2 separate regions of the Mus musculus genome follow, and region 1 is linked to region 2. The links are chromatin contacts, called in public Hi-C maps. All regions are on one chromosome and are shown on one strand. Each heading gives the region's core, a stretch centred on a gene start, on an enhancer-like site or on the middle of the called end of the contact. The rest is flanking DNA. Distances are from core to core; before and after follow the strand shown. Region 1 overlaps Nol4l (nucleolar protein 4-like). Region 2 holds the start of Mapre1 (microtubule-associated protein, RP/EB family, member 1).

The links. A called contact is a pair of places that touch in the nucleus more often than the background predicts.
Region 1: a contact with region 2 is called in a Hi-C map of cerebral cortex, with 1.7 times the contacts expected there. The contact joins the enhancer-like site here to the promoter of Mapre1 in region 2. A contact is called at or near these places in 1 of 39 promoter capture datasets (the HPC-7 cell line), 5 of 484 Hi-C or Micro-C datasets (cerebral cortex, cortical neurons and embryonic stem cells) and 1 of 9 other capture datasets (adipose tissue).

Annotation. Positions count from the first base shown.
Region 1 is chr2:153,495,401-153,498,537 of GRCm38.p6, reverse strand. All of the region lies in intron 1 of Nol4l (nucleolar protein 4-like), which reads left to right. It also overlaps 4930404H24Rik. Among named protein-coding and RNA genes, the nearest start is that of Nol4l, 33 kb to the left of the region's middle. Within about 2 kb of position 1,512, at least 64 of the 459 cell types and tissues checked have an H3K27ac peak or open chromatin away from gene starts, as enhancers often do. A contact at or near this core is called in cerebral cortex, where this site is marked.
Region 2 is chr2:153,739,631-153,742,756 of GRCm38.p6, reverse strand. Mapre1 (microtubule-associated protein, RP/EB family, member 1) reads right to left here and starts at 1,470. Exons shown (of 7, transcript NM_007896.3): 1 at 1,338-1,470.

The sequences.
Region 1 (3,137 bases), core at 263-2,762, 240 kb after region 2:
TCTCTATGGCTGCCTGTGACACTGGAAGTCAGGGTCTCCATACACGCTGAGCACAGCTTCTGTGCTACCCCACTTATTGCTATCAATGATGGCAGCTCCCTTCCCACCTACCAGCCTTTTGCCTAGGCAGCTTGCCTTCTAGAGTGACTTAAACATGTCACTTTAATGGCATCTTTGTGGCCACCACACCTCACTGACAGGTGAGAATAGATCCTTCTGGTAACCAGGTTACAGCATCTGCCTGGTAAATGTAGACACTTTTTTGGTTGGCAGAGTGGTCCAGGCAGTTATCACATCCTCTGTGAAGCCTTCTTTCGTGCAGCCTCCTCGAGATCAGTCCTTCCCATAGCATCTTTAGGCAGCAGAGACATCCCCACGGGGGCTCCTGTCAGCTTGGTTCTCATGCTGTGGGGTCTGCACACTCAAGTGCAGTTCTCCATAGATGCTGCTGGAGGCGGAAACTGTAGTGAGGAGAACTGTCATTCTTGGAGCCTGGCCTGTGTTAGGTGCTTGAACACACCCTAGCATTAATCTTCAGAACCTGGTGGGGTCAACTCCTAGAAAAGCCCTTTGTTAAAGAGAAGCCAGTGGAAATTTGCAGAGCCTGAAGTCACTAGCCAGTCTGCCTGAGCGGGCACAGTGAGTGAGTCCCAGCAATGATTATATATAGTACCTTTCACATGCCAGGTTGAGCCCATGTGCATGCTGTCCCCTCTGGGATGTCTACCGCACCCTACCGCAGGGCTGAGACACTGAGGTACAGACATTCAAGAAGCCAGTCACAAGAGGGTCAGGCCTTGGCCTGTGGGCCAAAGAGGGCCTGGTCATGTGTACCACACCATGACATATTGAGGCATTGCAGAACCTTCCAGCTGACTTACCTGGGAGATTATTAGCACCCCAACACTAGGGCTAGCCTCCAGCCCTGGACAGACTGGCTAGTGGGTTCATAACAAATTGAGGGAACTGGTAGGTAGTTGGGGGATATGGTCCCGAATATGCAGCCAACCCCTCTCCTAGCCACGGTGACCCCAGCACCCTCCTGCCCAGACAGCCCTAGGGAAGGGACAGATCCATAAACATGAGGCTCCCCAAGGGCTCAGGAGGGGCACTGGGCGCTGGACAAGTCCTCAATATTATGGCTTTATTGTCATTTAAATGGAGCCTGCCTCAAACAGGCCACCCAGTTCTAGCCACCAGCGCCGGACAAAACCTCCATTGAAAAGCCAATTACAATCACTCCATCTAAATTGTCATGGATTTGTATAGAAAATTACATCTCCATTTAGTTCTGAAGCAACGTCCTGGACGTGGACAGAGGGGAGGCTGGCCCATTTACCTCGCCAGCGCAGCGCGGGTGCCGCAGGCAGGCAGAGAGAAAGCCCAAGCTGCCGGTCTTGGCTAGCCCAAGAACAAAGGCCAGTTTGTGGGGGCCCAAAGAAGAGCTGGGCCTCTGAGGGCGTCTCAGATTCCAGGCCTGGGCCGATGGACCCTGCACTGCCAGCTGGTCTCCCCTGCTGGCAGCTCTGGCCAGACAAGCTTCTGACAGCCGGCTTTAGGCGGCCGTCAGCCCTGCCACTATCCAAGGGGCCTGGAGCTTGGCTCCTGTCCACACTGCCAGGAAATGAAGGAGGTTAGCCTGGGGATCACTGGCCTGGTATCTTGAGAGTTTGGGTCATTCATTCATTCATTCATTCATCCATCACCATTGCTAAAGGGGCTTCTGGAAGTATGAAAAGCACAGTAACACAGAAATTAGCTCCAGCCTCAGGGTGTCCTGGGTTCCAGTCCAGGGTCTGTCCTTACTAGGCTCTTCCTGAGCATGTTCTCTGTGCCACAGAACAGAACATGGCTGAAGCCAACAAAATGCTGTGTCTCCTTTGTCCCTTAAAGTGAAAGGGAGATGACCCAGACTCTGAGGAAGTGAGCAGGGACTGCCTGAGTTTGTGGAAGAGTCACGTGACTAGACAGTGCTAAAGGAATAAGCCAGAAGGCACCCCAGGCTGAGGAAGCAGTATGTGTGTGGAAGGTGCCCCTATGGGCTGCCTTGGCTTACACATCTGTAATGTGTGCACAATGATGGTATGATTCCAGCTGTTCTGACGAGGGTTAGCCCAAGGCCCTGCCCAGGCAGACACTCATGCTCGCTTTCGGTGCGTGTGTATGAAGCAAAGGGTTCTGGTTCTATGCACCGTGGGTGTGACTGCATTTAATTATATGAGACTGTCCTGTGACTCCGTATGGTCATGGGTTGGTGTATGGAACTGTGCGTGTATTCCTTTGTTGACGGTCACTCGCCTTTCCTGTGGTCTTGCCCACACACAGTGCTCTCAGACTGGCTCTTTGTGGCTATGTGCCATGGCCTAAACATGCCTGTCTGAGTCCAGTGGGACTCCTGGCTGGGATGGCTGGCGGTACAGGTGGGTGCAGTAGGTGAGAGGGCAGAGGCCCCATCCTCCACAACCCAGTCCTACCAGGTGGACTGGCCGAGGCAGAAGCAGCCCCACCAGGGACTGCTCTGTGTACAGAAAACAAGTTCTTCTGGTATCAGCTCAAGTTTGGCAGGAAGTGGCTTTTGGGTGGCAGGAAATTGGATTCAGCTCATATCAGCGCCAGCTGAGGAGCAGGAGAACAGTTATCTAGGGTTAAACAGAGTTACCAAGAAGAGGGGCCCCCACCTCTCCATACCCGATAGTGCAGAGGGATAGGGATGGTGAAGGGTTGGAAAGAAGAGCGGTGCCCAGTCAGGTTCTACTGTGTCTTTGTTTGTTTGTTTGTTTTTCGAGACAGGGTTTCTCTGTATAGCCCTGCCTGACCTGGAACTCACTCTGTAGACCATGTAGACCAGGCTGGCCTTGAACTCAGAAATCCGCCTGCCTCTGCCTCCCAAGGGCTGGGATTAAAGGCGTGAGCCACCACACCCAGCTTCTACTGTATCTTAAGACCCAGACAGCCCCTTATCCACCTCTTACTACCCCTTCATAAATACAGACCATAATAAGCAGACTTGTCCAAGGTCACCAAAGCATGGAGCTCGGAGTTGCCTAAAGAGTTAAAAAACAAAAAACAAACAAACAAACAAAAAAAAAACCAGCCTGGGCCTGGTGGCACATGCCTTTAATCCCAGCACTCAGGAG
Region 2 (3,126 bases), core at 221-2,720:
ATTCAGTGTAGGATAAAGTACACCCTATTCCTCTCCAAGTACCATCCAGAGTCCTATGGAAAGGCAAGAGGGAGGTGGCACTAAAAAGAGCTATGTGACCCTGTATGAAACATGTCTCCTTTCCTCAGAAATGGCTTACCTGTAAAATGAATAAGACCCTACCTTCCTCACAGAGCTGTGGTAAGTATCAGAAAAGCACACCGCCTCCCAAGCTTCTATGTCCTGGCACTTTGACACCACAAAAGTATGAAACAGTTTCTAGATGGAGAAGGAGGAGTAGCACACAGGATATGACTCTGGAGTTGAGTTACTTGCTGGACAACGTAAGGCAAGTCCTTTCCCTACCCAAAGTCTCAGACTCGCCTCTGTAAAAGAATGATGAGCAGCTCAGCACAGTGGGGGAACTGCAGTCACCTCTCAGCCCCACAGAGAAAATAAAATGAGCAAAACACAACAGAGGGGAAAGAAAGAGAATAAAGATAGCATCTTTTCAAGGCAATGTGACTATTAAATGACACAATGCTACATCAAGCTCTTAACACAATGCCTTATACACAAGTGCCCATTAAAGAGCTATCTTGATTAATGCTAGTCAAGACATCCCATCACCGGCAGACATCAGGCCTAGCTGAACTTCCCTCAATGGGCCACCGGATCCTCATCGCCAAGATGCAGAGGTCAGGCTATACCCTGCAGTACTGGTATCGCCCTTTTACAGTAATTACAGAAATTATCTTGGCCATGTATTCATTTTCTTGCTTCCTGGCTCTCTACCCACAAAGCAGACTCCTAGAAAGCATGTCTTTGCCTGTCTACTCCCTGATGAGACCGGGGCCTAGCATTTACTAGGCACTCAACCACCACCCGCGGACCGCCTGACTTCTGCCAGGCACCGAGCTGAAACCTTTCTGTGCTTAATTCTACTGTCTCCATTTTACGGAGGAGGAAACTGAGGCACGGGGAGGCTGAAGCGCCTGCCTAAGGTCGCACTCTGCGGCCAACTCCGCGGACCAACTCCCACCCATTATGCAACGACGCCTCCTACACCCAGGGTCCCCACCGCGCCCCTCGCGCGCGCGCGCGCGCGCCCGTGGGCACACACCCTCCAGGCCCAGCCGCAAAGTCAGGACTTCGCCGGTCACCACTAGGCAGCCCCCACTTCCGGCCCACGCCCCGCCCCCGGGACAACGGAGCGCGCGCCCCCGGCCCAGGCCGCGCACCGGATCGCGGCCCCGCCCTTCCCCCCCACTGCCCGCGCGGCTCCGCACTGCTCACGAGGAGCCGCCTCCCGTGAATTCCCGACTGCTGCCGCCGCCCGGGCCCGCCAGCCGCCTCACCGGCTTTCTCAGGACCCGCGTCCGCCGTCCGCGCGCCCGGCTCCGGTTCCGTCTTCGTCTCGTTCAAACCGTCGGACCCCGCCCGCCCGCGCGCGATGACCTCACACGCACCCCGCCGTGACGCGCCGACGCAGGGGCTCGTCATCTCCCGCCCGGCCTTTTATAGAGACGGACTGGCCTGCGAGCCGGAGGCGGGGCCGAATGCTTGATCGACAGCTGGCATGCCCGGGGGCGGGGAGCAAGCCTGTTGGGCACGTGGTCAGTTGCGACCAATGACGTGTGAGTCCTCTGAGGAGGCGGAGTCCAGTTGCACATTCTGGTTTGCTGTAGCCCAGAAGAAAATTCGTTTGACCAAGATGGATTAATGAATAGGCTCGGGAGGAAGGTTAGCTCGCCTAGCATACATGAATCCCTGGTTTCAGTCCCCAACACCACAGATGGCAGCTGTGGTGGAACACACCTATCTTGCCAGCAAATCGTTTTGTCATCATCCCAGACCCTCTCTCTGGGAGTTCAGCCTGAGGTACACGAGACCCTGTCTCAGAAAGAAAAAACTGGGAGTGCTAGGCCACTCGTGTACACTTGGACAGGAAAGAGAATCACTGTAAATTCAAGGCCAGCCTGGTCTACAGTAGCAAGCTAGCCAGAGCTACACAGCGAGATCTGGTCTCAACAAAGAAAAAATGGCCATCGAAATGCTTTAGCAGGTGCATGCCCCCAAACCTGACAACATGAGTTCAAACCCCAGGACCCACTGATAGAAGGTGAGACGCGAGTCCTGCAAGTTGTCCTCTGACTAACACACATGGGCAGTGCCACTCGCATGCCTACACACACGCAAATATGCCCACAAATAACTGTGGTGGTATGAACGTTTAATCCCAGGACTCAGTAGGTAGAGACAAGAGAATCTCTGAGATCAAGGCCAGCCAGAGAGCTACACAGTTATTGTTTGCCTTTAAATTTAAAAAAAAAAAAAAAGATTTGGCGCCTGTTTTAGTTAGTGTTACAATTCCTGTAATGAAACATGACCAAAGCAACTTGGAGAGGAGAGTGCTTATTTAGCTTACTCTTCCATATTATCTCTGTTCATCACTGAAGGAAAACAGGGCAGGAACCTAGAGCCAGGAGTGGATGCAGAAGCCATGGAGGGATGTCGGTTACTAGCTTACTCCTCATGGCTTGCTCAGCCTGCTTTCTTATACAACCTGTCTTAGTCAGGGTTTCTATTCCTGCACAAACATCATGACCAAGAAGCACTTGGGGAGGAAAGGATTTATTCAGCTTACTCTCCCACATTGCTGTTCATCACCAAAGGAAGTCAAGACTGGAACTCAAACAGGTCAGGAAGCAGGAGCTGATGCAGAGGACATGGAAGGATGTTCTTTACTGGCTTAGTTCCCCTGGCTTGCTCAGCCTGCTCTCTTATAGAACCCAAGAATACCAGCCCAGAGATGGTCCCACCCACAAGGGGCCCTCCCCACTTGATCACTAATTGAGAAAATGACTTGCGGCTGGATCTCCTGGAGGCCTTTCCCCAACTGATGCTCCTTTCTCTATGATAACTCCAGCTGTGTCAAGTTGACACAAAACTAGCCAGTACACAACCCTAGACCACACCAGCACAGAGGTGTCCTAACCCACAGTGGGCTGATGAGATTCCCCCATCAATGACTAAGAAAACACTTTACCAGCTTGCCTAAGGGCTCATCTTAGGGAGGCATTTTCTTAATTGAGATTCCCTCCTCTCAAATGACATTAGCGTGTGTCAAGGTGTTATAAAACTGCC